2 separate regions of the Ovis aries genome follow, and region 1 is linked to region 2. The links are chromatin contacts, called in public Hi-C maps. All regions are on one chromosome and are shown on one strand. Each heading gives the region's core, a stretch centred on a gene start, on an enhancer-like site or on the middle of the called end of the contact. The rest is flanking DNA. Distances are from core to core; before and after follow the strand shown. Region 1 has its middle 25 kb from the start of CFAP161. Region 2 holds the start of TLNRD1 (talin rod domain containing 1).

Region 1 (4,438 bases), core at 783-3,282, 78 kb after region 2:
TCTTGAGAACACTTTGAGAGTTCTTTGAGGTAATATACATACAAGAAGACAAGGCAAGACTCATTGTTACTGAGAGGAGAGACAGTGTAGGTGAGCCCAAGTGCTTAATGTCCCCAGGGAGGTAGCACTTGCTGATGCACACAACAGACTTGCCGGGGACACACACATGACGACTCAAGAACAGGACCAGTCACTGGTAGAATTAAAGTTCAAACCCAAGTGAGGATGGAGCAGTTATGACACACAACATTTCAATGCTAAATTATTTTCAGAGTGGATGTAGAAAATCTCTGCCCAGTGAGATCATGAAATTAAATATAAGGAGCTTTCACATTGAGTTACTTGTTCTATTGACCAAATGTTCAACAGCTTTCCTGGGGAGAGAGAGCATGAAGAAATGGGCTTGTGTTCTAATGAGAAAAACATTCAGGTTAATTGCGGGATGAACACTCATTCTTAAGTAACGAGAAGGTTTGCAGACTTTGTTCCAGGAGGTCGGGAAGGAGGGAGCAAAGAGGAGGGACCAGCCTCTCTTGTGGCTGGAAACTAGACGAATGACTTCTCACTTGACTATATAACAGGGATCACAGGGCCTTGTTTGAATTCCTTTTCCTCACTGGGACCTCAGGGGGTGGAGACTCAAGAGTTAAGGGTCTTTTCTGCTGAGCCCCAGAAGAAGAGGCTTGGATCAGAGCCATGCAATGGAAACCACCCAGTGAAGGACCTGCAAGAAGCTGAGGGTTGGTTAGCATCTTCTCTGTCTCCCAGACACCAAGATGCCCTCTGTTTAAAGTGAAGAACCAGAAAGCTAATTATGACAGTGGATATCAGAACTGCAATTGTCTTTGTTGAAAGTGAAAGTGTTAGTTGCTCAGTCTTGTCCCACTCTTTGTGACCCCATGGACTGTAGCCTGCCAGGCTCCTCTGTCCATGGAATTCTCCAAGGAAGAATACTGGAGTGGATTGCCATTTCCTTCTCCAGGGGATCTTCCCAACCCAGGGATTGAACCCAGATCTCCGGCATTGCAGGCAGATTCTTTACCATCTGAGCCACCAGGGAAGCCCACCTTTGTTGAGGACTCAGGGAATATTTTTTTTAAGATTTTTTTTTTCTATATGGACAATTTTTGAAATCTTTATTGAATTTGTCACAATATTGTTTCTGTTTTATGTTTTGTTTTTTTTTGCCATGATGCATGTGGGCTCTTAGCTCCCCAACCACAGATTAAACCTTCACCCCCAACACGGGAAGGTGAAGTCTTAACCACTGGGACATCAGGGAAGTCCCTGGACTTATGAATTGATTGGAAAGGGGGCATGATGGAATTCTGGGGGGCTGATAGATTATTTCTTTTTAAACTTATATTTGTTTTTATTTATTTGGCTGCGCTGGGTCTTGGTTGCATCCTGTGGGGTCTAGTTCTCTGACCTGGGATCAAACACAGAGTTTTAGCCACTGGACCACCAGGGAAGTCCCCTGGTTGTGTTATTTGTCTCCAGGGAGACATATATGTTTTTCAAATTCATCCCATCATATACACAAGAGATGGGCATTTCACTGTATGTAAACTTTACCTTATTAAAGATATGTAGCATTAGGAGGGAAAATTATTTAAAAATATGCCTCATGGCTCATTCTTCAAAAGGGAAAGACAAACCTCAGACTGCAACCCCAACCTTGAGAGGGTGACAAGACAGGTAACATACAAGCACGGATGCTGGAGACTGGGGATTGGAGATCCTGCTGTGCTGGCTGTTCATTGTGGATAGCTGTTTACCTCTGTCCTTGTTGATAAAGTAAGGGGATTTTACAAGGAGGTGGCTAAGCTCTGGCCATCTGAGACATCCCGTCCCCACTTTCTGAGACAGCGGCTGGGCCGGATGAGCCATGGGTGTGACCCGATTTGGTGGTTCTTGTGATCCGAATCTTTTCCACATGTCTGGTGTCAGCCCAGCACAAGGAGCGCAGAGCACGGGGCAATGCGATCTGTCCAGGAAGTCCTGGGCTCCGTCGTTGCTAAAATTAGAACCAGGCTGCAGCTCAGATCAAGGCCATTCCTTTCCCAGCCCCTCGGTGAGCTCACGCTTCTCTCTCCACCCTGAGCCACACAAATGCGCTCATAATTATAGCAGCCATCACGTGGGTGCCAGATGACCTTGTGCCTGGGAGACAGCAAGCAGTAAGGGAGCTCTAGCCCTGCAAAGAGACAGAGACCCTCTCCTTGTTATTTTTAGTTTCTTATTTAACCTTTTTGGTTTTTTTTTTTTTTTTTTTTTTTTTTTTTTGCCGCGCACTCAAGGCATACATGTTCTAAGTTCCCCCATCAGGGATTGAACCCATGTCCCTGCATTGAAAGTGGGGAATCTTAACCACCGGACTGCCAGGGAAGTCCTAACCCTGTCCCTTTTAGACAAGGTGAGGAGTAGGTAGAAAGAGAACAAAAAAAGAGGGAAAGAAGACAAAAACCATACTTAAATCTTTGCTGCTATGCAGTGTGTACCCATGGGCTTCCCGAAAGATAAAGAAAACACTCGAAAAAAAATCTCAAAAAAAATAAAATTATGATCTTTCCTGATCAGGGATTTCAGTAGCTGGCCTCTATCTGTGAGCAGACTAGATTAGAGTCCCAGCTTTGTTGCAGATGACCCAGGATCTTGAGCAACTTCCCTAATTGGCTGGACCTCTGTTTCATTACAAGCAACACAGAGAAATTAAACTCAAAGGTTATTCGGGGATAGGGAACGAAGTGAAGTATACGAGGGCACCCAGGAGGTGCTCGGGTAGACTGACTGAACCCAGGTCTAGTTGGAAACATTCGTGGGTGATTTTCTGGTCTGGTTGGTCTTGGATTCAGCCTCAGGAGATCTTACTACATTGGAAGCTGCTCTGAGGGTTATTTCTTTATTCCATGTTTTCACAGTCCCCTTCTAGGTTTGCATGCAGAGAGCAGTTCTGAGGGTACTCTGACCATGAGTGGTAACAAGTAGCTTCTTTTTGAATTTCAGTTTTTGGCCAAGTGTCATGTGGGATCTTAATTCCCAGACCAGGGACCGAACCAGCAGCCCCTGCATGGAAGTTCGGAGTCTTAACCACTGGGCCACCAGAGCAGTCCTGATAAGTAGTTTCTTTGTTGTTGTTCAGTCGCTCAGTTGTGTCCAACTCTTGTGACCTCATGGAGTGCAGCCCACCAGGCTTCCCTGTTCATGGGACTTCCCAGGCAAGAATACTGGGATGGGTTGCCGTTTCCTTCTCCAGGGGATCTTCCCTACCTAGGGGTTGAATCTGCATCTCCGGTAAGTCTCCTGCATTGCAGGCAGATTCTTTACTGCTGAGCCACTGGGAAGGCCTCTAAGTAGCTTCTTAAGAGCTGCCTAACTTCCCTTGGCCCCATGGTACCCAAGCTCTCAGTGCTATTTCCTCTACAATGAGAGTGGGTAGATCCGCCTGCAGAGTCGTCATGGAGATCAGATGCGGTCTCCATGGAAAGTGCCTAAGAGAGTGATGGACACAGAGAGGATGCTTAAGATGATAGTCATTTAATAGGATGAGTTATTAAGGATTTTTTTTAAAGAAAACATTTAATCGGTTCATTTATTTGATGCTCTGAGCTGTTCAGCTGAATGAAAGCATAATCTAATTTCTTTTGGGAAAACATGTGTTGCCATCTTAAAAAATGTTTTATTTATTTATTTACTTGGCTGTATCAGATCTTAGTTGCATCAGGCGGGATCTTTTAGTAGCAACATGTGAACTTTTAGTTGCCACATGGAATCTTGTTCCCCCACCAGGGGTTGAACCTGGGCCCCCTACATGGGGAGTGCAGAGTCTTAGCCACTGAACCACCAGGTAAGTCCAACGTTTCACCTTTTTTTGGCCATACTGCAATGCAGGTAGAAATTCCCAGACCAGGGATCGAACCCACATCCCCTGCAGAGGAGTCTTAACCACTGGATTGTCAGGGAAGTCCTTGTTGCAGTTTTGTTCTTGACTGCCTAGCTGTTCTGACCTATAACACCACTCTTACCATTGCTGCCATTAGCAGTGGTAATGACCGTGGCAATGAGAAGAATGAGAGATTGAGATCTGCACTGGGTTCTAGTGTCAGCTTCCCATGGAGCAGGACAGGACTTGCATCCTCACTGTGCCAGCCACCTGGTGACCCTCACCGGCACACTGGTTTTTATGCCCAAACTTCAGGCTTAAGTGGAAGTCCATCGTCAGTCTTATCAACTGGACACACATGCATGCTAAGTTGCTTCAGTCGTGTCCGATTCTGTGACCCCATTGATTTTAGCCCCCCAGGCTCCTCTGTTCATAGGATTTTTCAGGCAAGAACACTGGAGTGGGTTGCCATGCTCTCCTCCAGGGGATATTCCTGACCCAGGGATTGAACCCGAGTCTCTTTTGTCATCTGCATTGGAAGGCAGGTTCTTTACC
Region 2 (4,542 bases), core at 1,212-3,711:
ATGTGGCATGCGGGATCTTAGTTCCCCAACCTGGGATGGAACCCATGCCTCCTGCATTGGCAGTGGGGCGTCTTAACCCCTGGACCACCAGGGAAGTCCCCCTAGTTTTTTGATTCTGCTTTCACTATAAGAATAGTGTAGTCATGATGACCTGTTTTCCTTGTTGCCCTTTTTGGACTCTACTCTTCAGAAGAGGTCAAGCCCTCACATTATTTTGTAACTGTGCCTGCCACGGGGCCTGGCATGTGGTAGGTGCCCTTTGTTTGTAGAGAGATAAAAGATGGCAGAAAGTAAAGGGGACCCAGAGGAAGGTAGGGTCAGTACTGGGAAGGATTTGTTTAGGAAGAGGTGCCATATCTGATAAATGAAGCCAGGAGGGCCAAGAAACCAATTTCATCTGATTTTAAGAGCTAAACCAAATGTCACTGAGTATAGTGGGATGTTTTATGTGTCACAGATCATTGTTGGGGTTCAGAAATTCCAACAACGACAACCAAAGAGAGTGCACATGTAGAAGCAAAGTAGGACCCTAGGCAGCACCAAGTGGCTTTGGAAAAAAATCCTCTGACTTCAGAGGAGTTTTATGAATAAAAAAAACTGGATGTGAAGGGTATGGTCTGACTTTCTGAGAAGTTTTCAGAACTAACTAAAACCAGGGTGCTATTCCTAGGTTACCTGCAAAGACCTTGATTTATCCAACTGTTTTTCTCTGGTAGAGAAATAAAAAGGATCAACCCTACAGAATCACTGCTAGTTTAGAAAATGAGCAGTGTTATAGGCCTCAGTTTGCAAAATAAATAGAATGAAGAAGAAATACAAGGACCCTTTAAGTTATAAGCAGGGTGACCATTCAAGTTTGTCTCTGTTGTTACTGCTACTGCTACTGCTAAGTCACTTCAGTCATGTCCAACTCTGTGCGACCCCAGAGACAGCAGCCCACCAGACTCCCCCGTCCCTGGGATTCTCCAGGCAAGAACACTGGAGTGGGTTGCCATTTCCTTCTCCAATGTATGAAAGTGAAAAGTGAAAGGGAAGTCGCTCAGTGGTGTCTGACTCTTCGCGACCCCGTGGACTGCAGCCTTCCAGGCTCCTCTGTCCATGGGATTTTCCAGGCAAGAGTACTAGAGTGGGGTGCCTTCTCTGCTGTTGTTACTGGTTAGTTTATTAGTAACACATCTCACAGTTAGTCTCAAAACTGCTTCTGTTTGGACAATAAATTGCAAGGTCATCCATCCCAGTTACAAGTGACAACTGGCTGGAAAAAGGTGACACTAGGTTCTAGAAAGGGGCAGAAGAACAAACATTTCCATTGGCTGAAAACACCCAGCTTGTGCTGTGCTGGGCACCTAGATGGCCTATTTCAGGGCTAAGAAGTGGGGGGACCCCTGGAATCCTGGCGGGTTTGGGGAATGAGGAAAGCCTGGATGCTTCTAGCACTTCCTGAAGAGCAAGGGCTGGGTCAAATGAGAAAGAGGTCGGCGGTTGGCTTCTTGCCATCGCATTTGCTATCTTCCTGACCTTGGGAAGGCACGTGAGGCATCTGACCAACACTTTCCTAGTCTGTAAAATGGGGGTGTTTACCTCCGAAGGCTGCTTCTCTTATTTAACTGTTGGTCACTATTCTTTCATTATGCAGCTGACGACACATAAGTTATGGGAGGGCAGACTGTGCCAGTACAGGCTCATAATTCTCAGAGCTACATTATGAGCCAAGTACTCAGGCAGTCAGTGCACAGTATCTAATTTCCAAAGGAGAAAACGGAGACTTGGAGAGAGAACTTGTATAAGGTCACACAACTCATACATGGCTGGGGAAGACTGACCCCAGGAAAAAAAAATCTGGTTCAAAGCTCACGCTCTAACTATATAAAGGCTATTGAGCTGAAGGGAGGAAGCCGCCAGCGGCCAGCTCTGCTCTTCCCAGACTCCCATCTCCAGGGCTCTTTGCTCACCCGCACAGTCCCTCCAGGATCGCACCCTGGAAGAGGAGCAAACACAACAAAGGGCGGAGGAGAGCCTGGCCGACCGATCGACAGCCCACAAAACGCGATGACTGGACCCCAGCACACCACTCGGCGATGGTGCCAAGAGTCCTCCCTTCGGTCCAGAAAACAGGCCACCTTTGAGACTTGCTCCCTGGGCGGGGAGGAAGCGCGGAGCCCCCGGGTCGGGCTTAGAGCTTACGTAAGCCCAACCGGCGGCTGCGCCCGGGTCTCCCAAGGGTGGGCGCTGAGCCCCCGGCCCGGACGGGCCTCCCTCCGGCCCGCTCCCCTGCATCTCAGCCGGGGACCACCGGCCCGGCGCCCGCGGAGTCAGCGCTGGGCGGGGGCGTCCTCCCGCAGCCACCCAGCTTCCCGGGGGAGGAGCAGCGCATCGCGCAAGCATCCGGGAGCGGCGGAGGGGGCGGGAGGAAGGGCGAGAGGAGGAAGCGGGATTTAAACGAAAGGCGGTGACGCCACACAAAAGATTTCTATAGGCTCCAGGGAGGTTACGGCCGAGGCGGCGGTGGCGAGCCCGGGGGCGAGGCGCGGACGGGAAGAGGAAAAGCTTCCAGCGGCCCCGGCGGGCGAGCGGACGGCGGTGCACCCACGGCCGTGCCCCGAGGTGAAGCCGCGCGGGGAGAGGAAGCGGGTGTTTTCCCCTCTGCCTTTCGGCCCCCGCCCTTCCTTTCAGTTTCTCCCGGTTCGCTCGGAAGTTGGAGGTTGACAAAAATGGCAGGAGCCGGGGCCCGGGCGGGTCTCTGCAGCGCCGCAGGGACCTTCTGAGTTGACCGGGCCGCCAGGGAGACGCGCACGGCGGCGTCCGATGCTCAGGGCCCGCGGTCCCGGGAGAGCTCAGCCGCTGCGGGCCCGAGGCGGGGAGGAGGCGACGGGGATGGACTCGCGCCGACAGCCTGCGGCGGGCCGTGGGGCGCGCGGTCCGGGAGGGCGTGCCGCCTCGGCTCCAGGCCGCGCTCTGTGAACCGGCGAGGCGGGAAGGGGCCGCCGCGGCGCCCGGCACGCCCGGGCGTGGCGGGCGGGCGAGAGCGCGAGCGGGGCGGCCGCTGTGCGCAATCAGTGCAGGCTCCCGCCCGACTGACTCGGCCGCGCCAGCACCGGCCACACCCTCGGCCCTGCTGCCGCCGCTTCCCGAGAGCGGGAGGCAGGAGATGCCCACGGGGCGGCCGTGCGTCCCCGAGGGCCAGCCCCGGCCGCCGTCGCGGGGAAGTGCCGCCCGGCGGGGTCTGGACGCCTGAAGCCCACGTGCGCCGCCGAGCCCGAGGTGGCTGACAGCAGAGCCTGCCGGAGCCGCCGCCCGCGCTCCTCCCCGAGGAAAGGATTTTTATTTCAAAGAAAGGAAGGAAGGACAACTCCCAGCTTCCCTCTCCCGCCCCCCCCTGCCCCGGCAGTCGGACCGGGCCATGCCCAGGAAGGCGGCGGCGGCAGCAGCAGCCCAGCGGAAGGGACTTTCCTGGCACTCTGGCGACGAGGAGCGCAGTCTGTGAGTTTGCTCTGCCCCGGTTCATGGTTCCTGCAAGCCCTCCAAGAGGCCGAAAGCTGCAGCCCCTCACCGCTACCCGAAGAGCCTCTTGCGTTCTGTGGCCCCCGGGCCCGCTCCGCGCCGCCGGGGCTCCGGCCGCCGCAGCCCAGTGCCCTCTGCCCGCGGCGGTGGATGGCATGATGGTGCGGGGAAGGCACCGCGGCCTTGGCCAGCTGAGTCGCGACGGCCGCGGGGGCGGCGGCATCGGCAGCGGCGGTGGTAGCGGGCTCCCCAGCGGCATGCCAGTGCCCCCCGGGCGCGATGGCTAGCGGCAGCGCTGGGAAGCCCAGTATCGAGGCGGCTTCTCCGGCTCCAGCGAGCGCCGTCGGCGGGGCCTCGTCGCAGCCGCGGAAGAGGCTGGTGTCCGTCTGTGACCACTGCAAAGGCAAGATGCAGCTGGTGGCCGACCTGCTGCTGCTGTCGAGTGAGGCACGGCCCGTGCTCTTCGAGGGCCCCGCCTCCTCTTGCGCCGGCGCCGAGTCCTTTGAGCAGTGCCGGGACACCATCATCGCGCGCACCAAGGGGCTCTCCATCCTCACCCACGACGTGCAGAGCCAGCTCAACATGGGCCGCTTCGGGGAAGCAGGGGACAGCCTGGTGGAGCTGGGAGACCTGGTGGTTTCCCTGACCGAGTGCTCCGCCCACGCGGCCTATCTGGCGGCCGTGGCCACGCCAGGCGCGCAGCCTGCGCAGCCGGGCCTGGTGGACCGCTACCGCGTGACGCGCTGCCGCCACGAGGTGGAGCAGGGCTGCGCCGTGCTGCGCGCCACCCCGCTGGCCGACATGACCCCGCAGCTGCTGCTCGAGGTGTCGCAGGGCCTGTCGCGCAACCTCAAGTTCCTGACGGACGCGTGCGCCCTGGCTAGCGACAAGTCCCGGGACCGCTTCTCGCGTGAGCAGTTCAAGCTGGGCGTCAAGTGCATGAGCACCAGCGCGTCAGCGCTGCTGGCCTGCGTGCGCGAGGTGAAGGCGGCGCCCAGCGAGCTGGCGCGGAGCCGCTGCGCACTCTTCAGCGGGCCATTG

What was found. A called contact is a pair of places that touch in the nucleus more often than the background predicts.
Region 1: a contact with region 2 is called in a Hi-C map of muscle, with 3 times the contacts expected there. The contact joins the enhancer-like site here to the promoter of TLNRD1 in region 2. A contact is called at or near these places in 3 of 16 Hi-C or Micro-C datasets (muscle, omental adipose tissue and tail adipose tissue).

The regions. Positions count from the first base shown.
Region 1 is chr18:24,723,884-24,728,321 of ARS-UI_Ramb_v3.0, forward strand. No RefSeq gene overlaps it. Among named protein-coding and RNA genes, the nearest start is that of CFAP161, 25 kb to the right of the region's middle. Within about 2 kb of position 2,033, at least 13 of the 54 cell types and tissues checked have an H3K27ac peak or open chromatin away from gene starts, as enhancers often do. A contact at or near this core is called in muscle and tail adipose tissue, where this site is marked.
Region 2 is chr18:24,645,496-24,650,037 of ARS-UI_Ramb_v3.0, forward strand. It overlaps TLNRD1 (talin rod domain containing 1), which reads left to right and starts at 2,462. Exons shown (of 1, transcript XM_027957134.2): 1 at 2,462-4,542. The coding sequence starts at 3,781.